Regions from separate parts of the Mus musculus genome. Here region 2 is linked to region 1. Evidence: chromatin contacts called from public HiChIP or PLAC-seq data. All regions are on one chromosome and are shown on one strand. The core of a region is the stretch at or near the end of the contact, and the rest is flanking DNA. Distances in the headings are between cores, read along the strand shown. Region 1 has its middle 18 kb from the start of Sf3b5. Region 2 overlaps Plagl1 (pleiomorphic adenoma gene-like 1).

The links. HiChIP or PLAC-seq counts read pairs in DNA pulled down with a chosen protein or histone mark.
Region 2: a contact with region 1 is called in an H3K27ac HiChIP or PLAC-seq map of embryonic stem cells, with 19 read pairs. The contact joins two enhancer-like sites. A contact is called at or near these places in 4 of 39 promoter capture datasets (embryonic stem cells, hippocampal neurons, stem cell-derived epiblast-like cells and 1 more), 15 of 484 Hi-C or Micro-C datasets (the AML12 cell line, CD8 T cells, the MNK3 cell line and 11 more), 6 of 115 datasets of contacts at active chromatin or transcription factors (embryonic stem cells, pancreatic cancer cells and stem cell-derived neural progenitor cells) and 3 of 9 other capture datasets (adipose tissue, embryonic stem cells and pancreatic islet).

What each region holds. Positions count from the first base shown.
Region 1 is chr10:13,022,465-13,029,968 of GRCm38.p6, forward strand. No RefSeq gene overlaps it. Among named protein-coding and RNA genes, the nearest start is that of Sf3b5, 18 kb to the left of the region's middle. Within about 2 kb of position 2,452, at least 5 of the 459 cell types and tissues checked have an H3K27ac peak or open chromatin away from gene starts, as enhancers often do. A contact at or near this core is called in embryonic stem cells, where this site is marked.
Region 2 is chr10:13,103,181-13,110,544 of GRCm38.p6, forward strand. Plagl1 (pleiomorphic adenoma gene-like 1) reads left to right here. Exons shown (of 6, transcript NM_009538.3): 2 at 2,675-2,713. Among named protein-coding and RNA genes, the nearest start is that of Hymai, 16 kb to the left of the region's middle. Within about 2 kb of position 4,976, at least 58 of the 459 cell types and tissues checked have an H3K27ac peak or open chromatin away from gene starts, as enhancers often do. A contact at or near this core is called in embryonic stem cells, where this site is marked.

The sequences.
Region 1 (7,504 bases), core at 1,202-3,701:
TTTCTGGACACAGACTTTCCTGTCCTAAACTTATCAGCTAGCCTGTTCAGCTAGCTCCTGCCAACCTCCTAGGCTCTCTCGCGCTCAGGGCAGAGCCTGCTGGCTCTAGCTCCTGGAGATCTTTCATGATTGCTGCATGTTTCTCATTCCAATGCATGGGCAGAAAAACCTCTTCTCTTTACCGCCTTCCTACCTTGGAGCATCAGGCTATGCTTGTAACTGCCAGCCTGCACTCACAGACAGGACCCTAGCATAATTGTCCTCTGAGAGGCTCCACCAAGCAGCTGACCAAAACAGATGCAGAGACCCAGAGTCAAACATTGAACCAAGCTAAGGAAGTCTTATGTAAGTTAGGGGAAGAACTGAGGAACCCAGAGGGATAGGGACTCCACAGAAGACCATCAGAGTCAACTATCCTGTGCCCTTGAGGATTTCCAGAGACTGAACCACCAACCAAAGAGCATACAAGGCCTGGACCTAGGCCCCTGCACATATATAGCAGATGTACAGCTTTGTCTTCACGCAGGTCCCCAACACCTGCTTACCCTGGAGGTGGGGAACTTATCCTGCCTGTGGATCCTGTTCCCCTAACTGGTCTGCCTTGTCTGGCCTCAGGGGGAGAGGATGTGCCTAGTGCTTCAGTGACTTCAGGTGCCTGACTAGGTTGGTAACCAGCTCCCCTTTCTCAGAGGAGAAGGGAGGGGGGAGGGGACACTTGGAGGAGAGGGCGGGTCACTGGAGGTCACTGCAATCAGGATGTAAAGTGGACAAATAAATTAATGAATGGAAAAAAATTAAAACTCTAGGAGAGATGGCTCAGCAGTTAAGAACACTTGCTGCTCTAGCAGAAAGCTTTCATTCCTATCACCCACATGGCAGCTCACAACCATATTTATCCCCAGTCCCAGGGGATCAATCACACTTTTGCATCTCTGCAGACCCCGGATGTGTGTAGTACATAGATATACAGGCAGGGAAAACACTGGTTCATATAAAAAAATTTTAAACTCAAAAAATGTTTAGGAGACACTAAAAACAGGAGATAAAGGAGAGGGTAAGGCATATGGGAGAGAGCATGTTTAATGTAGCATAGGATTACATGCAATTGAGCCTTTGTATGTCATACGCAATACATGTACACAATGAAATTTACTTTAATAACCGAAGAATATGAGTGAATAAAGAAACAAATAGAAATATTAACTGAGTAAGTAAATTAAAAACGGAGATTTCAGGGGTGCAGCTGAGTGGAGTACTTACCCAGAATGCAAGAGGTTCTGAGTTAAAGGCTCAAGTGTTGCATAAACCAGGGGCTGTGGTATGCACCATCTACAATCCCAGCTCTTAATGAGAGTGTTGGGGTAAATGTCCAACCCAAATATGCCCCGGCAATGAAAACACAACACAGGTAATATGATTACATGCTGTGCGCCTAGATTGGGCAGATCTACCGCTCCACTACCATCTTCCACATCTATATGATCTCTTAGAACTTGTGGGTTTCTCCAGGCCACGTGCTTCTGCTCTGCTTTTCTTCTTCCTCCTCCTCCTCTGTGTCCTCTCCCTCTTCCATTTTCTCCTTCTTCTCTCTCTCTCCTCTACCTTCCCTTTATCTGCCCAATCAGCAGCTCTCCTTTATTTTACAAATTAAGGTGGGAAGCAGGTTTACAGGAAATCACCTGAGTGCTGACTCATTCCTTGTGCGCAGCCCCTACGGGAGAACTGAGTTAACATCAAGTATAATTAGCCCCAGGGCTAGCCACAACAGAGAGGAAGGAAAATCAGGAGTTCAAAGTTATCTTCAGCTCTCCTCAGAACTCAAGCCCACAAGTGCGTGTGGAGGGCCAGTGGGATGGCTCCTTTGCCAAAGGCATAAAACCTGATGACCTGAATTCAATTTCTGGGACCAACACATGGAACGAGAGAAGCGACTCCTGAAAACACTCTCTCTTACACACTAAATAATTACAGGACTGAACTTTTCTAAAATTAAATAAATACTTGTGATATGTGTGGGATGATAATGGTGAAGGAAGTATAGACAAATTTCCTAGAGCAGTGTTTCTCAACCTGTGGGACTTAGTCCTTTGTGTGTGGGGGATGATCAAATGACCTATTCACAGAGGTCAAATATCAAATATCCAGCTCATCAGATATTTACTTGATGCTTCATAACAGTAGCAAAACTGCAGTTAGGAAGTAGCAACGAAAAGAATGCTATGGTTAGGGGGCACCACAGCCTAAGGCTTAAACTGTCTTAAAGGGCTGCAGCGTTAATTAGTAAGGCCGAGAACACTGATGTAGATCCTGAACCCAGGAGTCGGCGTTCTAGAATCACCTTGGTATCTGGAACCATCATTGAGGAACTGTTCCCACCTGTAGCTGCCTGCTGCAATCAGCCAAGTGCTCTGGGTACCCCTGGTGACTGTGACTCCTCCCATCATGCAACACAAAGGAAAAAGGATGGTCCTCTCAGTAGACTCAAAGGAGAAAAATACAAAAGATGTAACAGCTCTCTGTACTCCCAGGTGTTTGTAAATGAGAAAATGACCCCATAAAGAGGTCTAAAACCAAAGCACAAAAAAACCCATGCTGAAAGAAGAGGTCATTTAAGATAACTCCTTTTTAAAGTGTGTGTGTGTGTGTGTGTGTGTGTGTGTGTGTGTGTGTGTGTGTGTGTGTGTGTGTGTCTGTGTCTGTGTCTGTCTGTGTCTGTGTCTGTGTCTGTGTCTGTGTCTGTGTCTGTGTCTGTGTCTGTGTCTGTGTCTGTGTCTGTGTCTGTGTCTGTGTCTGTCTGTGTCTGTGTCTGTGTTCAGGACAGAGGACAACTCAAGAGAGTTAAATCTCTCCTTCTGCAACATTACTCCACTGGATTGACTCAGGTTCTCAGACCCTGAAGCAGCTTTTTTTCTTGGGAGTAGGGGTGGGGGTGGCACCTCAATGACAACACTGGATGACAGGGGACAGGGGACAGGGTAGAGCTCTAGTTTGGTGGTGGAGCACTTGCCTGACAGACTCAAAGACCATGTTTGTATTGCACATCCAGCCAGCCATAATTACAAACAAACAAAACCCCAAGAAATATAAGTCAGTAGTGATCAATATATCAAGTCGATATAAAAACATGACCATCTTCCATATATATATCCCTAAATATACTCTTTTTTCCCTTTGATTTAAGTTTTATTGCATAATGATGAGAAAAGATACATAATTTCAATTTATCTGAATTTGTTAACATTTAAAAACATATTTTGAGTAAATAGACTTACATCACATTCTTCTTTCCCTTTTGTACCCCAACTCCTCCCAGAGAGCCCCCCATCAAAACCTGCAATACCTTATGTTTTTATCATATCTTTAAAATTTATAAAGTATTGTAACAATAAAAATGAGTATTATAAAAGTTGTTTGATAGAACACAACTGAACAGTCTTATGTAGATGTTTGTCTACAGCAATACTGAAAGTACATACGCTTTTCTCAGTATAAATTTTAAATAACTCAAAATATATTAACTGTATGATATTTTAAAATAATATATCACTATTACTTTTTTAAAGAACATAAATAGACAAAGTCTTTTTGTTTGTTTGTTTTGTTTTTAATAGAGCTTACAATCTAGTGGTACAAACACAAAATAAGAACAGTGTTTGGACACTGGAGTTCATTGTAATAAGGCTGGACTTGAATGTTCCTCTCATCACCAAAGGATTTTACCTCCATAGTAGCTAAGCTAAGAGTTGACAGTTCTGCTGCACCAAGGAATGAATTGTAGGCACGATTTTTGGATACAGATTTCCTGCTACTGTCAAAGCTACTTGACTTGAGTGATTGTCGTCATTCTCAGCCCACAGGGAACAGGTCACATTCATTTAAGGAATGGTGTGTGTAGTAAGATGGTCTATCCATGAAGCCATTCATCAACTGTTTCAGTGAGCAATGGTTCTGCTTGGAGGGTGGCACAGACGTTAGGTGAGGGCAAGATTCTGGTTCATTGGATGTGATGATTTTGAAAAGCATTCATCTCAGAATAAGAGTAATTTATAAAGTCATCTTCTTCAAAATTGATACAATAATTATCAATATCAAGCAAAGCCTTCAGTCTCACTCTTTACTGTTCTTTTACAAGCCACCTCCCAAATTAATTGTCTACATTTCTTTTGGCTGTATAAATAATTTTGAAATGTGTAAGCTGTTCTGAAAACCATAGTATAGTGTAAAAACATCAAATAAATAGTCCTACTAATAGAGAGGCTGAGATAGGAGAAGCATGATTTCAAGACCATTATATGGCACACAGCAAGACCCTGACATGTACAAATAAGCAGAAAGTGTATATGGATTGTACAATATTGGACCTATTTCTTCCATTGCCAAATTAGAGAGACCACGGGATGACAACTGACAAATTTCTAACTCCTCATATTTTTGAATTTCAATCAATTAGAATATGTTGTTAATATTAATTTTCATAGTAAGAGATATTAAGGAAAAGTGATTGTTGCTTCCTGTTAATTTTCTTGTTAGAGGTGGAATTATGTTTGTGTGGGTTTGTTGAAAGATTACTTTCTTGCTTCTCCTAGGGTGTAGTTTCACTCTTTGTATTGGTGTTTTCCATCTATTATCCTTTATAGGGCTGGATTTGTGGAAAGATACTATGTAAATTTGGTTTTATCATGGAATATCTTGTTTTCTCCGTCTATGGTAATTGAGAGTTTTGCTGGGCTGGCATTTGTGGTCTCTTAGGGTCTGTATAACATCTGCCCAGGATCTTCTAGTTTTCATAGTCTCTGGTGAGAAGTCTGGTGTAATTCTGATAGGCCTGCCTTTATATGTTATTTGACCTTTTTCCCTTACTGCTTTTAAAATTCTTTCTTTGTTTAGTGCCCAAGTATACTCTTATATTACCATATTTGTGTGTGTGTGAGTGAGTGTGTGTGTATGTATATATATATATATATATATATATACATACATTGATAATCTATGTTCATTTAAAGCTGCCCACTAGATATGTGAGGCTAAGATAGAATGGAACCTCGTATATGTTTTCAATATATACACTTACAGAAGTTTAATCTATATGTTTGGTAGAACAAATTTTTAATATAACTTATAATAATAAGATAGACCAACGTTAATTATACACAGTAAAATCCGTTTAATACTAATGAGTTCTTTGTTTCTGGGATTTACCATTTAACTCTCTAAATGTTTAATATATTCATCTATCCATGTATAAATTGTGTGTACATGAATGAATGGGAGGACAGCTTGCAAGAGTAAATTTCTCCTTGCACCATGAACTTGGGTCTTCAAGGCTTGATGTCAAGTACAACGTGCTAACCCTTCTCACTGCTGGCTCCTCTCCCACTTAATATTTTCAAACCGCAGTTGACAGCCTAAGCCAGGGGAAGGAAGAGCCTTGGCATTCATAGTTAGAACTTGATATTTAGCCGCAAGTGTTGTACACGTCTGTAGTCCTATCACTCAAGAGGCTGAGACAGGAGGAGCCTGATTTCCATCTCAGCCTGGACTGTCCGGAAGACAGGGTTCAGAGAAAGCTAGACTGGCCACCCTCATGTATACACTCATTTTACATTCTAGATAGTGATGGCACACATGAAATGATAACAAGTAAAGAGAATAAAGGCGTCCACCTGTACAATCAGAAGCCTTGGAGATCCCTTATCTGGAGTTAACCTGGAAGCATATATACCCAGATTCACTGCAATATCCACTATCTGTATAATACCGGGACCTGAGGGTTTAGAGCCACAGCAAACTTCTAACTTCAATCATATCTGGGGTCATTCCCCTTCTCCCCCAACCAATGAGAGGAGTGAGGCATTGGCAAACCACAAGGCAACATGGACTTTTCTTCCTGGTTTCAGCTGCTCTATATTAAGGACTAACTTGGAAGCCCTAGGGTAGTGAGTCAGCAAATCTTGTTTTCTGCTTCCTTTCTCTTGTGAGGTTTTGTTTACTTTATTTGAGGAGAGTGTGTGTGTGCTTCAGTTTCCTTCTCTTAGACCTCCCTCATGTCTAGACCAGCCAGAACCAGTCATGGTTATTTGGACTTACTTTAGCAATGTAGACAATACTTCATGGTACTTTATTGAACATTTTTCTTTTCTTCCTTCTGTCTGTCCATCTTTCTTTCTTTCTATCTTTCTTTCTTTCTCTCTCTCTTCTTTTTAGGAAAACAAAAATCATTACCTATCTAAATCTTCTCACACTTCTTTCAGCTGGATCCACAGACAAGACTTTATCTGGCTTTTTCTGACTTCGAAGTCAGTAGAGGGACCACAAGAGATTGTTAGCTGGGCTGGAGACCTTGGAGGAGGTGAGCATGAGGCTCCCAGATACAAAGAGAAAATAACAATGTGTAAGCATTATGAGGGTCTGAAAATATGGAGGGTAGAGATATATTTATGTTTATATTTATATTTTTGGGTGTGAGGCTGAGAATCAGGAGAACCCACAGAGAAGCAGGCAGAAATGGACAGACCCAGTATTTGTGTCTAAGTCCTTCACCTGAGTTCACCATTTTTTTTTTTTTTTTTTTTCAAGACAGGGTTTCTCTGTATAGCCCTGGGTGTCCTAGAACTCACTTTGTAGACCAGGCTGGCCTCGAACTCAGAAATCTGCCTGCCTCTGCCTCCCGAGTGCTGGGATCAAAGGCGTGCGCCACCACGCCCAGCACCCAAGTTCACCCTTTAAAGAACTTTTTTTTCTTTTTTTTCTTGGCTACTAGGCAAATGCATGTTCAAAGATTGCTTTCGTATCAACTGGTCTTTACTGTTGGCTGGAATGTTGTTCCTGTACTAAACAAATGTATTAAAGTCCTGATCTCTAATACCTCAGAAAGGGGTAAAAAGACATTGTTGTAGACTTACTTAGTTGTTGTAAGGGTAACCATACAGAGACCAGCACACCAGGAAAAGCGTAATGTGATCATCAAAGCAGATATTGGAATTAAGTAGCCCCAAGGAAAAGACAAAGGTTTTCAGCAAAGTAGGGGCACAGAAGGTGCAGGCCAGGGGTTCCCCGGGGATGGAGTGTGAAGCTGCGGACCCCGGCCTCACAAATAGTAAGGCAGTAAGATTCTTGGTGATTTTGCTGTTGTTGGAGTTGGTTGGTTTTTTTGAGAGACTCTCAAGGACTGTGGGCTAGCTAAGTAATTACTGTATAACAAGGATGGCCTTGAACTTCTAACCACCTGCTGTCACCTCCCAGGTTCAGGTACTGCAGGTGTGCACCATCACACCAGATTGTCTGTGTTGCTCGGATGGAACCCAGGGCTCCATGCTAATCTGGCATTTTACCAGACAACCCGCATCCCTAACAGAATTTCTGTAGTTTTAAACAACGTAGTTTATGTCACTTTGTAACAGAGACCCCTGCAAATTTACCAATAATATTTACCACAAGTAACTCTGTTTTTGTTTTGTGTGTGTGTGTGTGTGTTTTCTGAAAATAAGAAGGCTGTTGTTTAGGA
Region 2 (7,364 bases), core at 3,726-6,225, 83 kb after region 1:
AACAGGCATTTTTCACTCACAGCCTTATAATCTCTCTTAATCGGCAGCCTCCTGACTTTTAAAATGATTGCATTAATAATTATCCTCTGATAAGGTGTTACGAAGAAGAGCCAACTTGGGAAGCGAGTAGGAAGCAAGGCAGTGGCAACCTTCCAGAAGTTTCTCAGAGAAAGGGCAGATGTAGAGCAGAGCTGTAGGGAGCTATTAGGTCAAGGTGTGTTTGCTTTTAAAGTTGGGATATACCAGAGTATATTGAATAGTGGGGATATGTGTCTTACTGGATAGGGAGGACTTGGAAACATAGAGAAATATCTAGACAGAGAGGTGGGGAATGGCTTCTGGTTCTAGGAAGATGTTGTCCTGTGGCTGGAGGGAAGTCTGTATATTTAGAGTTGGGAAGGTAAGATGCCTTCTGCAATAGCTTTTGTTTTCTCAGTGATCCATGAGGCAAGGGTGTTGATGGACATGTGTCCAAGCTTTAGGGATGGGAATGGCAGCTGGAAGAGAAGAAATGTATGGAATGACCACAGTATGGGGGAGCATTATGAAGCTCCAGTCTCTGGAGTCTTGGTGAGAGCAGGTTGGCAGAGTGAAAGTGTTCAGTGTATATATGTGTTCCCACAGTGAAGAAAGTGCACATGAGTAACCTAGAGGTACTATAAAGTCTAGTTAAAATAGATGAACTAATAATGGCTTCTAGAAATGGAATAAAATATAAGCATTTTAGAACTACTGATAGATTAAAATGTGGCTAAGGTAGAGTTGACGCCATCCCTTACAATGAGGAACAAGAATAGGCAACTTCCTATGGAAGTGAAACTCACTCCACCCCCTTGCTTTTATGTATAACTTATATGCACAGCCACCTATGCTAATAATGAGGCCGCCTCCCTCGGCCACCTCCTGACCCTAGACCATTAAGGGAACATCTGTAAACAAAGCATACCCTGAGTATCTGGAACAGGATATTAGTGGCTTACTGGCTACATGCCTCTCAAGTATTCTTGAGTTGGCCGACCTGCCACAGTTATACATAAATATGTTGCTTTGTTTTGCAAGAGAAAATAGCTGCTATTCTTCAGTAATAATGCTGTATCATTAAGATAATAAAACCTACAGAAATTTTGTCCTGATAAGTATCCTACTAAATTATTATCATTATTTGGATATTACCTTTAGGCTGTTAGATGTATCTATTGGCTAAAGAGCCTAATTTTGAAGCTTTTTGTCTGTGACTGAAAATTTCACTTCTCATCTTCTCTTTTGCTAGATGAATGAGCATTTTTCAAGGGTCAGCGTGGCTATGTGATTGGTTTGTTGTTCTAATTAGGGGTCTTTTTGTTGTGTGCTCCATCCTCTGGTTTTTTGTTTTGACCATTTTCCATCATTTCATGTTTGAATACAGAACAATTTTCATTTTGTAAATTACCGTTCCAGTCTGGTTAATGTGCTGCATATACTTGAGAGACTGAACATAATTGAGGATTCCAGGCCACTTTGGGTTATAGAACGTGAGTTTGTCTCACAAAAACAAAACAAGACAGAATAGAACAAAACACTCGTATCATTGTTCGGGGACATTTTTCCTATTCAGTTTCTCTATATTAAGGTGAAATCTAGCAATAATTGGGGGCTTTGTGGTGATAGCACAACATATTTTGATGTCATTAATATTGATTATCTTGAGGGACATTTGCGCCTGGACGCCAATTGTCTGATCCCAAATACTGCTAGTATAATTGTATATAACTTATTCACCCTCCCAGTGTCTTAGTTTCCTCTTGGGCCACTCAGTGGTATATGTATACTAATTAAAGTAATATGGAAAAGACCTACTTGATCCTATGGTAAATATCTAAAAGTTTCTTGTTAGAGCTACGTTGAAAATATGGAATGCAAATTAAGAGATCATGTCCTATGTAGCAGAAGATAGCCTATTCGGCCATCATTGGGAAGAGGCCCCTTGGTATTGCAAACTTTATATGCCTTAGTACCTGGGAATGCCATGGCCAAGAAGTGGGAGTGAGTGGGTAGGGGAGCAGGGTGGGGGGAGGGTATAGGGGGCTTTTGGGATAGCATTTGAAATGTAAGTGAAGACAATATCTAATAAAAAAAAAAGAGATCATGTCCATGTTTGGTTTTAAAATAAGTTGTTTATCCTGAAATAGCCATGAGAAGAAAGAGACTTTAAAACTTATCCCAATGCATACAAAGAGAATTCTTTAATCATGCTTTAATGCACAGCTTGGTAGCAGTCTCTTAAGTCTGAGAGGTGTCTTTTCTTTCTTAATTGGTGGACTCATGTTTAATGTTGAAGCAGGCATGAGCTTGATGGTGGGAGTTATTGGGAGTTATGGGGGGGCTTGAGGTGGTGGACTCGCTCTATATCTCGACTTTGGTGGTGATATGAGCCTGTGATAAATGTATACAAGTCAATGGACACATCCAATAAAACTGGAGACATCGAAAAAGACTCTGGATTGTATTAACAGCATTTTATCTGTAACATAATATACAGTTTTGCAAAATCTTGATGCTGGGGGAAATTAAGTCAAGGCTGTCTTAAAAGTGACCTCGGATCTCCAACAGTCTCAAGATTACTGTCATCCAAGGCACACGCCCAACTGTTGTGTGAATACTGTTGTGTCAATGAGTACTCTTTGTTTGCTTTCAGGTTGTTCCTGCTTGATTGCTTCAGCGTGCCATCGGCTTCGTAAGTTCATATTTATTTATTTCTTTTGTTTCCCCTCCTTTTTTTTTTAATCCCCTTTCCCAGGATCTTGCCTTCACTTATCCCAAAGGAATATCTTATGACCTGGGGTAAACTATTTTCCTTATTTGGAGCATAGATTGGTATTTTTAAGGTCCTTTTTCAGTGGATCCCTAATGCTAGGAGATGGATTATTTTGAGGGTAGTAACATGATTGCTTATTCAGTGTAGTTGGGGAAAGAGGACTTCAGTGGATAATTATATCCATGGTACAGAGCGTCTGTGTATAATGGGAGCAGTGTGAGATCTGAAGACTGAACACTTGGAGTTTCCATCCTCCTGCTGTATGACACTGGCAAGTCTCTTCACCTTGCTAGAGCCCATTTTCTCCTCTCTGAGAAACACGTTCATAATGCCTCAGTCAGTTGTAAGAGGAGGATCAAGTTGTAATATCGCAGTTCTTTGCAAATGCTTCTGAAAGATTGGTAAGTGAGCCCATGAGTGTGTTTGACCCTGGCCACAGGCTTTCTTAAAGTAGTAAATTTCATGAGTACTTCTGAAAAATAATTTGATGTAGAGGAGCTTAATGAGTTTCCAGAGAACCTTGTTTGAGTCAGAGTGACCTGCAATTATGTGACGCCGATCATAAGACCAGCTTCCTGTCATGAGCAAGCTTTGGAGGCATGCTAATTTCACAGTACCTTGTAAAGAAATTCCTGACAGATATTTTTGTCTCCATTTCAGAAGACTAGGAAAACAGAGATGTTAGTGTAACCCCTTAACCTAAAGTACGTCAATGGACAGATTTAGCTTAACATTCTTGATAAAACAGTCACTTGTCTTTGTCACAGGCACCTGTCTCCCCTCCCTGCCTTTATCATCTTCTTCCCTTCCCCTTTTGTCTCTTTTTCTCCTTCTTTAGTTTTCTGAGAGAGGCTCTCGTTATTGAGCCTAGGGTTGGCCTTGAACTCGTGACCCAACACTGTGAGCGTCTGAGGGCCATGCTGAGATTACCAGCGTGTGCTATCACAATCGCCACTTTGGCCTTTTTAAAGCTCATTCCTGTCTAACCTTGAAAATAAGTGGAAGCCTTTCACAGAGGGCTGTTGACTACTCTCTGTGGTACCTCTGTAGTAGTTAAAGATAGACAAGAATCAGTGAATTCAGGGCTCAGGAAATCTGTGGTGAGCCCTAGGACAGTACTGAAGCTTGGAACTGGGCATGTGGGAAGGGTGTGTTCTGCATCAAGAAGTGGGTTTTCCATACCTTTAGTTCCAATATTGTTTATTTTCTCTTCGGTTTAGGAATTTTGAAAGGTAAGCCATCTCTCCTGTTTACTCAGGATGAGTGACAGACACGAACACATTTCATTACAGGGTTTGGTGAAGGTCGCCTCAAAGGAGCAGTTCTGAATTCAAGGGCAAATTTAGAAACCCTTTTAATTATGTTTGTTTAATAGAGGTAACCCCCCCTTGGGAAAACATATTTTCTTTCAGACTCTGTTGGTTCGCCCTGCCCCTGGCTAGCCCTCTTCACTCCCACAAACGTGCAAACACTCCTTCACACAGAGACCACTATTTAGGACCTGGCTACCCAGCTAGATTCCCCAAGTTAAAGGGGAAAAAAAAGGTAACTGTTTCGCCCCTGTTCCTATTTCTGTTTAGCAAACAGAATTTATACAAACTATACTCTTCTCTGAGCTGTGTGGCCTTCCCTGGGGACGGTGCCTTCGGGAACGTCTAGAAGTTAGAAATTACACTTTTCACTTGAAGTAACCAGGAACTTGTACAGTGTAGGGGCTTTGCTGGAACACAGGAGTGGATTGATAAGGGGCTGGTCGGGGGACCTTCCACCACACCTATACAACTGTTAGGTTGGGAAGAAACTTTCCAGAGAGTTTGGGTTCAGTGGAGAAAAGAAATTTCAGACGGTTAAGTGGATCACCATTCGTAAAGATACCATGGAAGGAGAAAGGGAGAGCGAGAGAGAAGAAGTTTATTTATGGAATGTCAGGGAGCCATTGAGGCCCAGCAGGATCTAGAAACCTAGGACTTTCCTCCAGGCCTCTCTTCTCCCCCTGACCTTGGATGAACTAGTGAGCAGTATATTATGCCAGCCGATTGTATCGTTTTGTCACGGTTAGCATTCTGGACTGTCACTGGAATGTAGGAAACAGATGAATTTGAATTGAACCATGAGGTGGTCTGCCCGGCCCTCTCCTGGTCTCAAGGAGACCTGTCGCAGTTTGTCTGGGCTGGGCCTTAATGAAAGCTTTAGAGGGAGAGAGAGGTGGGCCTTTGATCTCTTTGTTCCTGCTGCACCCTGGGAACTGGCTGAAATCAATGCGCTGTTTTCCTGAAGGAGTGAATGGGTCTGCCTAACTAGCTTTGTAAAGCTGTGGGGAATTCACTGCCTCTGTTTATTGACAGCTGAAAGGGAGCGCATGGGGTGGAATGGACCTTCTTGTGAAAACCAGGCACAGGAAAAATTAGACCTCAATTTAACACAGAGGAATTTGGAAATTCACCCCAAAGGAGCCGGGAGTTTCTCATGCTTACATTAGAATGACTCAAGTTTGGGGCTAGTGTGTAATGAACAATGGGGGTTTTGTCCCAACTATGCTATAAGTAGGAATATGGTATGCATAATGAATGACGGCAAGTAGCCGGCCATTCAACGTGCCCTTCTCTTTTTAAAACCCAGACAGAAAGACAAATGCGAACCATGATATAATCAGGTGATCCCCTCCTTTCTTTCCACCAAGAAGAAGCATTAATGGCATGGCTGGCTCCTTCAAAGTTTGTTTTTCATTTGTTTGTTTCAAAACATCTTTGAACTTGAGATCTAAGTTCATGGCGGGGACCCATTCTGTCTTGTGATTATTGCAGGGATACAATGATTACACATCATGGAGTTTTTTTTTTTTTTCTAGTCCCAGAACTGCTGAGAATGTCCGCAGAGTGTGTCGGAAACAAATGCGACAGACAGTGGACGGAGATAGCTCCTGGAGTAACAATAGTTTGTAAATCTTAAAATTAACTACCTTCCTTTTCAGAACATGGTAAAGTAGGAGCTCTGGTTTATGGCAAGGAAATACCCCACCCTTTCTTAGCTCTCTTCCCTCACTGGCCTGATGCTTGATTTCCCAGAAAGAATTTATGGCTCCCTCCTTTGGCCCCAGCCCTTTGTGCATACCTCAACCACAGCACTTAACACGTCCCCCAGAGCTCTTTGTTTAGGTGTATTCTTTTAGCTAGAGGTAAAGCAGCTGTGTCCTATTCATTTTTATATCTTCAAGCCCAGCAAAGTTCTTGGCTCAGTAAATGTGGCTGGATGAATGGGGATTGATGGCTCTCTGTACATCCTATGAATGTAACTACTTAACCAGGCTTCCACTGCAAATGCTACATTTTAGGAAAACCTGATTGGTCTATTGAACCTGATCAATGCTGTTGCTGTTCCTTTATGGCGTATTATCAAACACTTTTTTTTTTTTTTTTTGCCTTCATAAGTTTGCGAGCCTCCATCAGCCCCTCTAGAGGAGGCATTTAAAAGCATAGGGCAATGTCCCTTTTGGGGCCAACCTCTGATATCGTTCCTTTCTAAAAGATTCTTAGTGAGTGTCATGTGTAGATATTTTCCCTAAGAAGATGACCAGGCTTTTAATTAAGAGTTCTGTAGACTTTCCCTTGACTGAAATTATCACTTGAGACAGATAAAGCTGCAGTTGAGATGATTTAATTCTATGATATGCTGATAATACAGAATAAAACCTCCCCCCCTCCTCTCACTGGCATTGCTGCCTATCTACCCCCAAGTGGAAACTGAGGAAGAATTTTATCCTGTGCAGCCACTTTGATTTCATAGGACCCTAAATCACACCCAATTGCTGAATTATTCTCACATCAACTCTCTGCCAAGGGGCTTGCACTCTAACTAGGTAGATCATTGTCACTGTTTCCCAGCCCAGGAAGCCTGGGAGGAGGGGGGCTAGGCAGAATGCAGGAGGCATGGGATCTGATCCCATAACTGTTCTTCAGTGTGCTGCTTATTGCCTGTCTGAACCTGAGAACACTTCAGGACTGACCCCTGGCTGGGATGTGACAGGGTGACATGTGACAGAGACATTCCTGAGCTCATGTGTTCCTTACCTACCCACACATAGCATTTCAGTTCCCCAGCGGTGCCTCTTCTGGCTTTTTTAATTACATATCCCTCTAAGGTTGCTGTCACTCCTGATGTGACCTCTGTCTTCAATGTCATCTGGATCTCCTCTGTCCTCTGCACAGTAAACATGCCTTCACTAAGCTGTCAGTCGCCTACCCACTCAGCTCTCCCTGGTCAGTCTTGCGTCTGTCCTTGTTTTTCTGAGTTGAAGCCCACACTAAAGCCATCCACCTCTTACACAGAAGAAGGAGTTGTCATAACATGCACGGTGTTCTTTGAGTGGCCTGGTGACATGTGAAAGACCAATTTTTTCCAAGCCCGTTTGTAATTGTTTTCAGTCACTAAATATGATACTGCATTAAAAACACTATCTAAAGAATATCATTAAAATTACTTGCTGGGCTCCAAATGCATACACCATTGCATACGCCCACAAGATTTTGCTGAAAGGACCCTGATATAGCTGTCTCTTGTGAGGTTATGCCAG